2 separate regions of the Rattus norvegicus genome follow, and region 1 is linked to region 2. A link is a contact called in public Hi-C data. All regions are on one chromosome and are shown on one strand. Each heading gives the region's core, a stretch centred on a gene start, on an enhancer-like site or on the middle of the called end of the contact. The rest is flanking DNA. Distances are from core to core; before and after follow the strand shown. Region 1 holds the start of Cfap90 (cilia and flagella associated protein 90). Region 2 has its middle 55 kb from the start of Tent4a.

Region 1 (6,323 bases), core at 3,696-6,195, 1.0 Mb after region 2:
CCTAGACATATACCAGGTACCAAAGTCAAATCAGGAACAGAAAAACCATTTTATCAACCCTGTAACTCCTAAGGAAATAGAAGGAGTCATTAAAAGTCTCCTAACCAAAAAGAGTCCAGGCCCAGACGGGTTTAGTGCAGAATTCTATCAGACCTTCATAGAAGACCTCATACCAATACTATCCAAACTATTCCACAAAATTGAAACAGGTGGAGCACTACCGAAATTCCTTCTATGAAGCCACAATTACTCTTATACCTAAACCACACAAAGACCCAACAAAGAAAGAGAACTTCAGACTAATTTCCCTTATGAATATCAACGTAAAAATGCTCAATAAAATTCTGGCAAACGGAATCAAAGAGCACATCAAAACAATCATCCATCATGATCAAGTAGGCTTCATCCCAGGGATGCAGGGATGGTTTAATATACAGAAAACCATCAGCATAATCCACTATATAAACAAACTGAAAGAACAAAACCACATGATCATTTCCTTAGATGCTGAGAAAACATTTGACAAAATTCAACACCCCTTCATGATAAAAGTCCTGGAAAGAATAGGAATTCAAGGCCCATACCTAAACATAGTAAAAGCCATATACAGCAAACCAGTAGCTAATATTAAACTAAATTGAGAGAAACTTGAAGCAATCCCACTAAAATCAGGGACTAGACAAGGCTGCCCACTCTCTCCCTACTTATTCAATATAGTTCTCGAAGTCCTAGCCAGAGCAATCAGACAACAAAAGGAGATCAAAGGATTACAAATTGGAAAGGAAGAAGTGAAAATATCACTATTTGCAGACGATATGATTGTATACTTAAGTGATCCCAAAAGTTCCACCAGAGAACTACTAAACCTGATAAACACCTTCAGTAAAGTGGCCGGGTATAAAATTAACTCAAATGAATCAGTAGCCTTCCTCTACACAAAAGAGAAACAAGCCGAGAAAGAAATTGGGGAAATGACACCCTTCATAATAGTCCCAAATAATATAAAATACCTCGGTGTGACTTTAACTAAACAAGTGAAAGGTCTGTATGATAAGAACTTCAAGACTCTGAAGAAAGAAATTGAAGAAGACCTCAGAAGATGGAAAGATCTCCCATGCTCATAGATTGGTAGGATTAATATAGTAAAAATGGCCATTTTACCAAAAGCGATCTACAGATTCAATGCAATCCCCATCAAAATTCCAACCCAATTCTTCATAGAGTTAGACAGAACAATTTGCAAATTCATCTGGAATAACAAAAAACCCAGGATAGCTAAAACTATCCTCAACAATAAAAGGACTTCAGGGGGAATCACTATCCCTGAACTCAAGCAGTATTACAGAGCAATAGTGATAAAAAAAACTATATGGTATTGGTACAGAGACAGACAGGAAGACCAGTGGAATAGAATTGAAGACCCAGAAATGAACCCACACACTTATGGTCACTTGATTTTTGACAAAGGAGCTAAAACCATCCAATGGAAAAAAGATAGCATTTTCAGCAAATGGTGCTGGTTTAACTGGAGGTCAGCATGTAGAAGAATGCAGATCAATCCATGCTTATCACCTGGTACAAAGCTTAAGTCCAAGTGGATCAAGGACCTCCACATCAAACCAGATACACTCAAACTAATAGAAGAAGAAGTGAGGAAGAGTCTCGAACACATGGGCACTGGAGAAAATTTCCTGAACAAAACACCAATGGCTTATGCTCTAAAATCAAGAATCGACAAATGGGATCTCATAAAACTGCAAAGCTTCTGTAAGGCAAAGGACACTTGTTAGGACAAAACGGCAACCAACAGATTGGGAAAAGATCTTTACCAATCCTACATCTGATAGAGGGCTTATATCCAAAATATACAAAGAACTCACGAAGTTATACTGCAGGGAGACAAATAACCCTATTAAAAATGGGGTTCAAAGCTAAACAAAGAATTCACAGCTGAGGAATGCTGAATGGCTGAGAAGCACCTAAAGAAATGTTCAACATCTTCAGTCATAAGGGAAATGCAAATCAAAACAACCCTGAGATTTCACCTCACACCAGTGAGAATGGCTAAGATCAAAAACTCCAGCAAGAGCAGATTCTGGCAAGGATGTGGAGAAAGAGGAACACTCCTCCATTGTTGGTGGGATTCCAGACTGGTACAACCATTTTGGAAATCAGTCTGGAGGTTCCTCAGAAAATTGGACATTGAACTACCTGAGGACCCAGCTATACCTCTTGGGCATATACCCAAAAGACGCCCTAACATATAACAAAGACACGTGCTCCACTATGTTCATAGCAGCCTTATTTATAATAGCCAGAAGCTGGAAAAAACCCAGATGCCCTTCAATAGAGGAATGGATACAGAAAATGTGGTACATCTACACAATGGAAATCTACTCAGCTATCAAAAACAATGACTTTATGAAATTCATAGGCAAATGGGTGGAACTGGAAAATATCATCCTGAGTGAGGTAACTCAATCACAGAAAAACACACATGGTGTGCACTCATTGATAGGTGAATATTAGCCCAAATGCTCGAATTACCCTAAATACACAGAACACATGAAACTCAAGAAGGATGACCAAAATGCGGATTCTACATTCCTTCTTTAAAAGGGGAACAAGAATACCCTTGGGAGAGAATAGGGAGTCAAAGTTTAGAACAGAGGCTGAAGGAACACCCATTCAGAGCCTGCCCCACATGAAGCCCATATATATACAGTCACCAGACTAGATAAGATGGATGAAGGAAAGAAGTGCAGGCTGACAGGAACCGGATGTATATCTCTCCTGAGAGACACAGCTAGAATACGGCAAAAACATAGGCGAATGCCAGCAGCAAACCACTGAACTGAGAATGGGACCCCTGTTGAAGGAATCAGAGAAAGGACTGAAAGAGCTTGAAGGGGCTTGAGAGCCCTTAGGGACAACAATGCCAAGCAACCAGAGCTTCCAGGGACTAAGCCACTACCCAAAGACTATACATGGACTGACCCTGGGCTCCAACTGCGTAGGTAGCAATGAATAGCCTAGTAAGAGCACCAGTGGAAGGGGAAGTCCTTGGTCCTGCCAAAACTGAATCCCTAGTGAACGGGATTGTTGGGGGGGAGGGTGGTAATGGGGGGAGGGTGGGGAGGGGAACACCCATATAGAAGGGGAGGGGAACACCCATATAGAAGGGGAGGGGGAGGGCTGGGGGGGATGTTGGCCTGGAAACTGGGAAAGGGAATAACAATTGAAATGTAAATAAGAAATATCCAATTTAATAAAGATGGACAAAAATAAAATAAAGTGTCTCCTGGGCCATAGGAAACCCTGTAAGGCATTTTCTTAATTAGTGATTGATGGATGAAGCACATTCTGGGAGGTGCCATCCTGGACTGGTGGTCCTACGTTCTACAGAAAAGCAAGCTGAGCAAAGTCATTGTGGGCAATCCAGTAAGTAGCACCCCTCCAAGGACTTGGCATCAACTTCTGCCTCCAGGTTCCTGTCCTGCCTGAGTTCCTGCCCTCACTGCTTTTGTATGATGAACTGTTGTAGGAGTCTGTGAGTGAACAAAGTTCTTTTCAAGTTTGCTTTTGGCCTTGGTGTTTTTCACAGCAACAGTAACCCCAACTAAGACAGTGTTCTTATTGTTTCTGCCATCTAGAGTCAGAATGTTTCCCACACCCTGGACCTTACAGACACTGCAACTAGGGTCAGGGCTTGTCTCCATTGTTACCTGAGACTTGATACAGACAGACCCCAGGGGGTTGAGCCACCTTAAGTAGAGCAACCCTGACACTCCACTGACCCACCAACTGGTAGTGGGCAGAAAGAGTGGCCCAGCATCCTGACAGTACTCCCTCAGTTTTTTATGGAATGGATGGGTAGCAGCTTCTCCCCTGTTCCCAGAGGGGCACCTCTGGTCAGCTTCCCAGGAATGGCTGTGATTGCCTGATCCCTTTATGCTCACTCCTCTTTGCCGTTCCCACTCCCAGGACACATTTGCATCACTTCACTTGCACCAAGCTCACATCTGTCCATCCTCACTTCCTGAGGTGTCTACAACTGTGATTGTGATGGCCATATTCTTGGTGCCCTTGTGCCTCTGTTCAAGGTCTCTCTCTTGCCTACTAACCATGTCTGCCTCACTGGTGTCAAATTCCAGCCCCTTCACAAGTGATAACACAGGGGGCCCTGACCCAGACTCTGGTATTTAACCCTAGCTAACCCCGAGACCAGTTCCACATCTGTAAAACAGGAGGCTTCCGTGCTAGCCAGTTTCGCACCCCTATACAATTCCTTTGGACTCTGCAGCTCAGTGCAGTTTGTCCTGGGCACCACCCTCTACCTAGAGCTGCAGTACCTCTAAAGCCTCTAGTACTTTGACCCCGCCCCTCCTACCTTGGCTAGCTGCCCTTGGACAATATCAGAAATAGTCCTTCCCAACCCTCTCCTCACAGTATTACTACCACACCTGAAACCCTGCCCTATTACTGTCTGAACAGCTCAAGTTATGTGGTCCCACCCCAGGCCTCTCTCTAGCACTGAAGCCCCGCCCTCATCACATTCCTTTCCGCTCTGAGCCCTCCCTGATAGTGCGGACTCGTGTGTGTGTGTGTGTGTGTGTGTGTGTGTGTGTGTGTGTGTGTGTGTGTGTGTGTGTGTGTCCCTCCTCTCTCTCTTGGACCTGCTCACCTGGCCCTCGCGACTGAAGTAGCTGTGCTCCTTGGGGCCCTGATGCCGTGGAGGGATGTAGCTGAAAGCTGATATCGCTGAGATGGGCAAAGGTCGGGGTTTGCCCCGCAGGGTTGCGGCGGTAATTTCCTCCTCCTCCTCCTCTTCTCCCTCTTCTTCTCCTGCCTCCTCTTCCACCTTTTCCTCCTTCTCCTTCACGCCACCGGGGTCCATCGCTCGCTGCTCCTTCTTGGCGGGTCCCTCCATCAGGCTTCTGCGTCCCTCCAGGCGTCTGCGCTCGGTCGTTGCCTAGCAACTGCGCCTTGTTCTCAGCATCCACTTTGTGACGTTCCTTGACGCGTCCTTCTAGTTCTTTTCACTTCACAACCTGAGCAGGTGTGTTTGTGGCTTTCCAAGTAGGAGCCACCTAAGGGACCACACCCAATCCTCTACATCTGATTACCAGCACAGTTTGTTTTAAGTTTTGGGCATTCCTTAACTTTGCAGATCATGACAGAAAGCTACTATGCGTCAAGATCTGACGGTTCAGCCCTGAAACAAACAGCCCTAGGTCACAGAGAGCTTACAACTTGGTGAAGTCAGATGACAAAGATGAGAAAGGCTACAGAGGTCTAGGGAGTGTGATCCAACAGAAAAATGAGGGCCATGTGTATATTGCACATATTGAAAAGGCTAAGGGCAGAGAAGCATGGGCTGCACACATGTACCTGGCATTTCATATGTGGGCAAGGCACAGGAGCAGAGGAGAGTGACCTTGGCACAGGAGTCAAGTTCATAGGATTTCAGGCAGCTCTGATCATGCTCCCTCCTCAGCTCCAGGAAGCCCACTCCCTCCTTTCCTCTGTTCTCCCCTGGTAGTTTGCCTGAGTAGACCATGAGTCAGAAAAAAAGACCACCATAAAGCAAGGTCTCAACGCCTTTAGTCTTGCTGGAAATCACTTAGCGAGGTCACTTAGTGACCATCTACCTGGAGCTTGGAGATGTGTAGAAAACAGAGCCATCACCCTTCTCCCAGGAGCAGAAGTCACAAGAGCATGCCAGTTAAATGTTATCGTCCCCATGAAAGTATCAGTAAAATAAAATAAAGTACCCTCTATAATCAATCTACTGTCAACCTTTCCCACCTCTCCCAGCCTTTCCAAAGACAGACTGAGAGGTCAGCTGAGGCCCCTTGCAAGCTTTGTATAAATGATAAAGTATACACACTTGCACAGGTAGACGGGGCTGACAGAAACTATGTGAGAACTCGGCTCCAGCATAGCCCAAATTGAGATTATTCCACTACAGAAATCCCGTTCACAGCCATTCAGACATATAATTTTGCTAGCTGCAATTTCATTCAGTTACTTATTTTGTTAGTAGTAAAAGAAAACTTCACGAATAGCACTTTAGTTAAAAACAATCTCGGGGTTGGGGATTTAGCTCAGTGGTAGAGCGCTTGCCTAGGAAGCGCAAGGCCCTGGGTTCAGTCCCCAGCTCCGGAAAAAAAAAAAAAGAACCAAAAAAAAGAACCAAAAAAAACCAATCTCTAGTTAGCTTTAATTTTAACTGTCAGTGCCACACAGCCTGGAGTCAGGAAAAGGAATCTCAGTAGAAGGCTCACCCCCATTAGATTGTACTGTTGGCATGTCTGTGAGGA
Region 2 (6,296 bases), core at 2,608-5,107:
AAAGAATCTCAGAGTTACAGTTTTTGTTTAGTACCTAGACATCTTTGTGTTTATTGAATTTCTTTCACTGTTCATTGTTCTCCCAGATTCTTGATTTTTCTAAATGTTTAAAAGGCACATTCGCAGCATTTTTGACTACATAGTAGTCTCACACATTTGAACGGTACAACATGACATTTCAAGACATATACTCAATGTGTAATGATCAGATCAGGGAACTGGCAACTTGACTATTACAGAAATCATAAATGTTTCTTTTGGTCAATTATATAAATCCTAATCTGATGAACCAGAGACCATGTCCATATATGCTGAGTATAGGATAACCACTAGTGGGGTGCTGCACCTGGGGCCTGCAGAGGGCTCTCTCAGCTCACATTTCTCCTCTACTAATTGAAAGGGTTAGACTATAGGCCTGGGGATGTTTCTAGATTAACAAAACCCCCAACGATTCTCAACATGAGTTTTGTTTTGTTTTGTTTTTTTTTTAAAGTTTTATTTGACTTATGTGAGTCACTGCTGCTGTCTTCAGACACACCATAAGAGGGCATCAGATCCCATTACAGATGGCTGTGAGCCACCATGTGGTTGCTGGGAATTGAACTCAGAACCTCTGGAAGAGAAGTCACGGCTCTTAAATGCTGAGCCATCTCTCCAGCGTTCAACATGAGGTTTTGCTAGCGTTTTTTTTTTTTTTTTTTTTTTTTTTTTGGTTCTTTTTTTCGGAGCTGGGGACCGAACCCAGGGCCTTGTGCTTCCTAGGTAAGCGCTCTACCACTGAGCTAAATCCCCAGCCCCGCTAGCGTTTTATATAGAGGGCTAGATAGTGAATAGAGGATTTGTGGGTCACACAGCCTCTTGCACTGCAGCCCAAAGCAGCTAGGGACCATGTGCACATGCGTGAATTAGCTTCCTTCAGATACAAACATTTCCTAAGCCAGTGTCCTCCGATTTGGTGTTCAGACAGACCATGGTTTGTGGTCTTCTAGTGGGTAGTGGGCATGGGGTGTATTGGGCAGAAGGAATAGCTTCTAATCCTTCTTGGTCTAGTATGGTAAGTTTGCTCAATGAAAGTTAATTGAATATCTCAGAATATGTATAGAGGGGATTTTGAACCTTCCCAACACAAGAGAATGATGTATACATTGATGTTATACGAAGAAGAGGAGGAAAAACGTTCAATGCTTTGCTACCCAGCAAGGTCCTATGAGCTGACAATGTACAGGGTGTTGAAGGAAGACAGCCAACAGGTTATTTCTGCTGTGTCATGCACTTCTGCATCTTGGGGACGAGTCAATGTTACTACACATAGCTCCAGAATAGGAACCAGAAAGTGGTGAGCTGGCCAGGGAAAGGTTCCCCTAGTGATCAGCTGATGATGGGAAGGTCCCCCAAGGGGATGATGTGCTAGCTGGTCAGGAGAATGTCTCTCCAGACACTGATGAACTAGCTAGGGGGAGGGTCTCTCTCCAGACAACAATGAACTGGTCAGGGAAGAGTCCCCCCAAACAGTGATAAGCTGGCTAGGGAAGAATTCCCCCAGACAACAATGATCTAGTCAGGGAAGGGTCCCTTCGACAGGCATTTCATCCAGGGAGGAAAAGATGTATTTAAAGACTTTCCTCAAGAACTGCTTACCTGTTTCTTCCTTGCTCAGGGTAGCCCCCACTTTTACAAACAGCAGATGGTAGGGACCAAATTGGTAGGGACCAATTGATGAACCAAAGTGGGGTCTAGTTGCTTGAAGAGGTGAGCATATGAAATGGCTCGATGTGTCTTTCAGAATCCACATGTTGAAGCTGCACTGACAACATTACAGAGTTTGGGGTTTGTCACATGGCAGAGCCCCTGGGAAGGGGATTAGGGTCTTATGAACAGGCAGAGAGAGGGCTTCTGCTCCTCCATCCTCTGAGACCTCTCTTTTGTCTTCTGCCCTCATCCATGTGAAGATGCTGCTGAGAGAAACAGCCATGAACACCACACCACAGACGCTCACCACTCCTGAGCCTTGATCGTGGGGCCTGGTAGCCTTTGAGAAGCTAGGTGTTGTGTTGTTTATTAATTCTCCAGTCTGGGGTAATTTGCTATAGTTACACAAAGGGACGAAGTCAAAACTTTTGAACTAGACAGAAAACACACTGACAGTTCAATCCAACAGGCTGTCAAAGAAATAGGTCTAATTCTCAGCAAGAAGCCATTCCGATGAGAGACAAGGAAGGACACTTCTCTGGAAAGACTCCACCCCGTGGAGGGATCCTTGACATGTGATCCCAACCCATGTTTATTAAGGTTTCCTGGCTTAAGTAGGGAAGCAGGTCAAGCTGATTCATCAAGGGCTTATCTCCATTTCTTGCTGTCACGGCACAGACGGCTGACATCCACAATACACATGAAATGGTAGTCTTTTCCATCAAACATGGTGCAACATTTGTTCTTGACAAGGAGTCAAAATCTATTTATTCTCCATCTTGTAAGTCCTTCAAGCAAAACGTTTGAACCCTTACACCCTGTAAAAACATTTGTTTACACAAAGGTCCTGCTGTGTTTTTGGAAGTTAAGCCACTTAAGTAGCCCACCATTTCCCACTTCCCTTAATTCCCTTTATAAATTTAAAACCAGTCAGTCTGGAAAGACTGTGAGGTCAGACCCCAGTGGGGGTGGGGGGGTGCAGTCCCCATTTGCACTTCCTGCCTCCTTCTGCTTGTTCTTCTCCACAAGGGTGGAGTGTACCAACTTGGCAGAGAGTAAAGTTTTGCCTTCTTGAGACCCTTTAGTTGGAGGGGTGGTCCCTCTGCAACCCTGAACACATTTCTAACAATGACAAGTGACATTTTTATTCAGGTCTCTTATGCAGCCTCTCAACGTGAAAATAACTGTGTTTCCCACTATAGTCCTCCTGTGAGGACAGTGTATTCGTAAGAGAACAGGTGTCAAGCTCTCTACCAGAGTGGCATAGTGTGCCATGCACCTCAGAGTTGATGGATTTGTTTTGGAACTCTCCCTTGAGAATACCCTTCAATCCTTTATGTCTGTCTTAGGTACAAGGACATCTAGTTCTGAGAATCATTCAAGTGCCGACTCATGCTAGGGAGTGACATCTGTGGGGTAGATGACGTTCTGGAGGGCAGGCAACATGGCTCAGCAGTTAGGGACATTTGCTGCCAGGTCAGATGATCTGAGTTGTTGCCCAGGGACTGACATAAAGGAGAGAACAGATTCCACAGAGCTGTCCTTTGATGTCTACATGGTTATCTTAGCATGAGTGGCCACTCTTACACACACTTTTAAATCCAGGGACCTCTTCCCTCTAAACTCACACCCCTTCCCACTGCTCTAACACCTCCTCCCCTTAAAAATCCCTAGATATCAAAATTTTCATTGTTCTACATATTGTTTTCTATCTCAGCAGCTCACCCACCCATAATTAATAAAAGGATTTTCACCTGAAATCTTCCTTAGCACATCTCTCTACTGCACCTGCACTTAATTTTATTACTTTAAAAAGAGAAAGAAAGAGAAAAGAAAAGAAAAGAGGTGCCGGAAGACAGTGTGTGATGCCTCGCACCATTTCGGGAGAATGGCCCAGATCAGCCTATGTTGCTTTTGTCTGGGATGAATATTTAGTTGCTCCTGCAGCCTGCGAATGCTGGGAGTTTTGCACAGCACACGGGAGGGAGCCAGAGAGTGCCTCTGCTGACAGACCTGAGAGCCTCTCTAAATTTATCCTGTTTCCCGCTGTGCTAGATCCAATTTGACTTTGAACTTTAAGAAAAAACAGCTCCGTGGGTTACATAACTGGCGGATGTAAGCCGGGAGGAGGTGACTGGAGCTTGCGAAAAGAAGGAAAAAGGCTTCTCTTGCTCCAAGGCAGGTGGTGCTGGCGACTGCTAGGCAGGGTGGAGGAGTGGGTGTCGCCCTCCCCCAGCTTCCCTTTGAGTCAAGGCTTATTCTTCTGTCAGCTCTGGACCCACTGCTTCAGGGCTCTGCAGGGGGCTCGCAGATTAATCTGGGACAAATTTAAGATGTGAGCACTTTAAGACTTTGCGGCGGTCTTCTCTCCATCTTAGCTGCTCGTTAGGCTCACCTGGGAGCTCCTGAAAATAAAGTCTCGGGATCCCGTTCCAGCGACTGGGACTTAATTAGACTGGGGTGGAGCCTGGTGAGAAACATGTTTCAGAGCTCTCTCTTGGCAGTTTTGGTTTACGACTAGGTCTGTGCTCAGTTTGTTTGAAGGTGTTGCTTTCCCAGACATTTCTTTTTACGATGACAAGAAACCCCAGGTGCCTTCCTTCTGGTTCTAAATCCAGAGGTGCGGGTTTTCAGCACCTTCAAGTACCCTAGGTGAAATGCATCATGGTCCAGGTGACCTTGTGCCTCGAGTCCCTGACTGGTGTTTCTAACACTATTTAAAGTCACAAACACTTTCAAAATGACTCTTTGACTTTGTGCTAAACGGGACTGGGGGGGGGGCATTTTGTTGTTGCCATTTCCACGTTTGGTTTAATCTCAATAAAAGAGGGACATTTTTCTTAGAGTTTGAGAGCAGCAATAGCAGTTAGCAAGCAGCTGCAGCAGCTACTGGGAACAGCGGGACAGAGAAGAAAGCAGGCCACGCAGTGTGTAAACAACCACATTTTTTTTTTTTGGATTGCTAATTAATGCATGAGGACCGAGCCCACTGTGGGTGGTACCATTCTCCAGCAGGTGATCCTGGGCTCTCCAAGGTGAATGTGAACCTAGGAGCAAGCCAGAGAGCGGTATTCTTCTTTGGTGTCTGTTTCAAGCTTCTGCCCCGAGTTCTTGCGCTTGATTTCCTGGGGGATGGACTGTAACTTGTCATCTAAAATAAACCCCTTTCTTACTAAGTTGCTTTTAGTCACTGGTCACAGCAGCAGAAAGTGAACTAGAACAAAGGAGGAGCAGCCGTGGGGCGGAGGGTGTCGGTGGTACAGTGGGGGAGGGTGGAGATGTGTGGCTCCCGAGTAAACGCGTGGGAGCTGCATGCCACAGAAAGAATACCCGGGTCTTGGCCAGTGTTGGAAAGAAAAATAAACAGAAAGAAGGAGGAAGAGAGCTGACAGGTTTCTGAGTAACTCAGACAAGTGTTCGATTCCGTTGCCACAAGGGAGGAGCTTTGCCAGTGGCGCTGTACTAGTCTCATGGGGGATGATTATTCCTCTCACCTCCTTCTCATGTCTCTAGGTAAAACATCTTTCCTGGGGAGGGGGACTCCGTGCCAGGTGACTGACAAGCCCAGTTGAATTTACTCTTCTCTTTGGAGCAGATGTTATGTCTCCACCCAGAACAAGAGGTTTCCCCGACTTTGGATGAGGCCTGAGGAGAGACAGAACTGATGTTTACCGTGGTAAACTTAATTGACGACTTGGCAGAGGAAAACTCAGTTGAAGAGCTTCCATGGCCGTGGGCGTGTCTGTAGGCCTGTCTTATTTATAAACTGATGCCGTGTTAGTTCCACTGGGCGAGAAACAGACCACTACCACAAATTTCAGCCAACTCTGAAGCAAGCCTTTTTTAAAAATTCATTTACATCCTGATCAATATCCCCCTCCCACAATCCCTTCCCTCATCCCTCCTCCTCTTCACCTCTGAGAGAGTAGGCCCCTCCCATATCCACCCCCACTCAACACACATGACGTTTCTGCAGGGGTAGGTATGAAGCAAACTTTATTGAATATTGGCCAGGTAAGTACCCAGGATGCCCAAAGAGTAACTGCCGATGGTGTTAGTCCAATACTCGTAAAGGCAAACCCACAAGACTGTATGACCTGTCTCCTTTATCCAATTACCGGCAAGCATACATCCTGACATACTTCCTGCCTGTATACCTCCTGCCTACATGTGATCAAGTACATCCTGTGCAGTTGGAACAATCTACCTTGTGTGCAAAAGTGAAAACATGTGGCTTGCTGTCTTATAGGAGCAATGCCCCCTAGCATTCCAGAGTGTTATCTGTCCTTGGGCTAGTGGGGGCTTTACTGGCTAGAGGCAGTTTGTTGTTTGTTTCTGTCTTGTAAATCTCTTCAGTACAGTCATTAAAACATAATTTCAGCCCTCACAGTCCTCCCTTGAGTTGTATTCTGAGTCAAATCCTTGACTCTGTGGTGGGTACCTGTTTATATTGGGGTAATAATAATCAACTTGATGACACCCAGATGGGAATTTATGTCTCTAGTTAAGGCATTGATGATGCAAGGGCCAATAGTAATTTGCAGAAACGCAAGGGCCAAAGGCCCTGTGATGGCTGACATCAGAGTGGCTATGAGAATGAGAGATAG

What was found. Hi-C and Micro-C count contacts between places; a contact is called where the count stands out from the background.
Region 1: a contact with region 2 is called in a Hi-C map of prefrontal cortex, with 4 times the contacts expected there. The contact joins the promoter of Cfap90 here to the enhancer-like site in region 2. A contact is called at or near these places in 2 of 12 Hi-C or Micro-C datasets (Schwann cells and prefrontal cortex).

The regions. Positions count from the first base shown.
Region 1 is chr1:36,673,358-36,679,680 of GRCr8, forward strand. It overlaps Cfap90 (cilia and flagella associated protein 90), which reads right to left and starts at 4,946. Exons shown (of 3, transcript NM_001400836.1): 1 at 4,685-4,946. The coding sequence starts at 4,930.
Region 2 is chr1:35,645,789-35,652,084 of GRCr8, forward strand. No RefSeq gene overlaps it. Among named protein-coding and RNA genes, the nearest start is that of Tent4a, 55 kb to the left of the region's middle. Within about 2 kb of position 3,858, at least 39 of the 93 cell types and tissues checked have an H3K27ac peak or open chromatin away from gene starts, as enhancers often do. A contact at or near this core is called in prefrontal cortex, where this site is marked.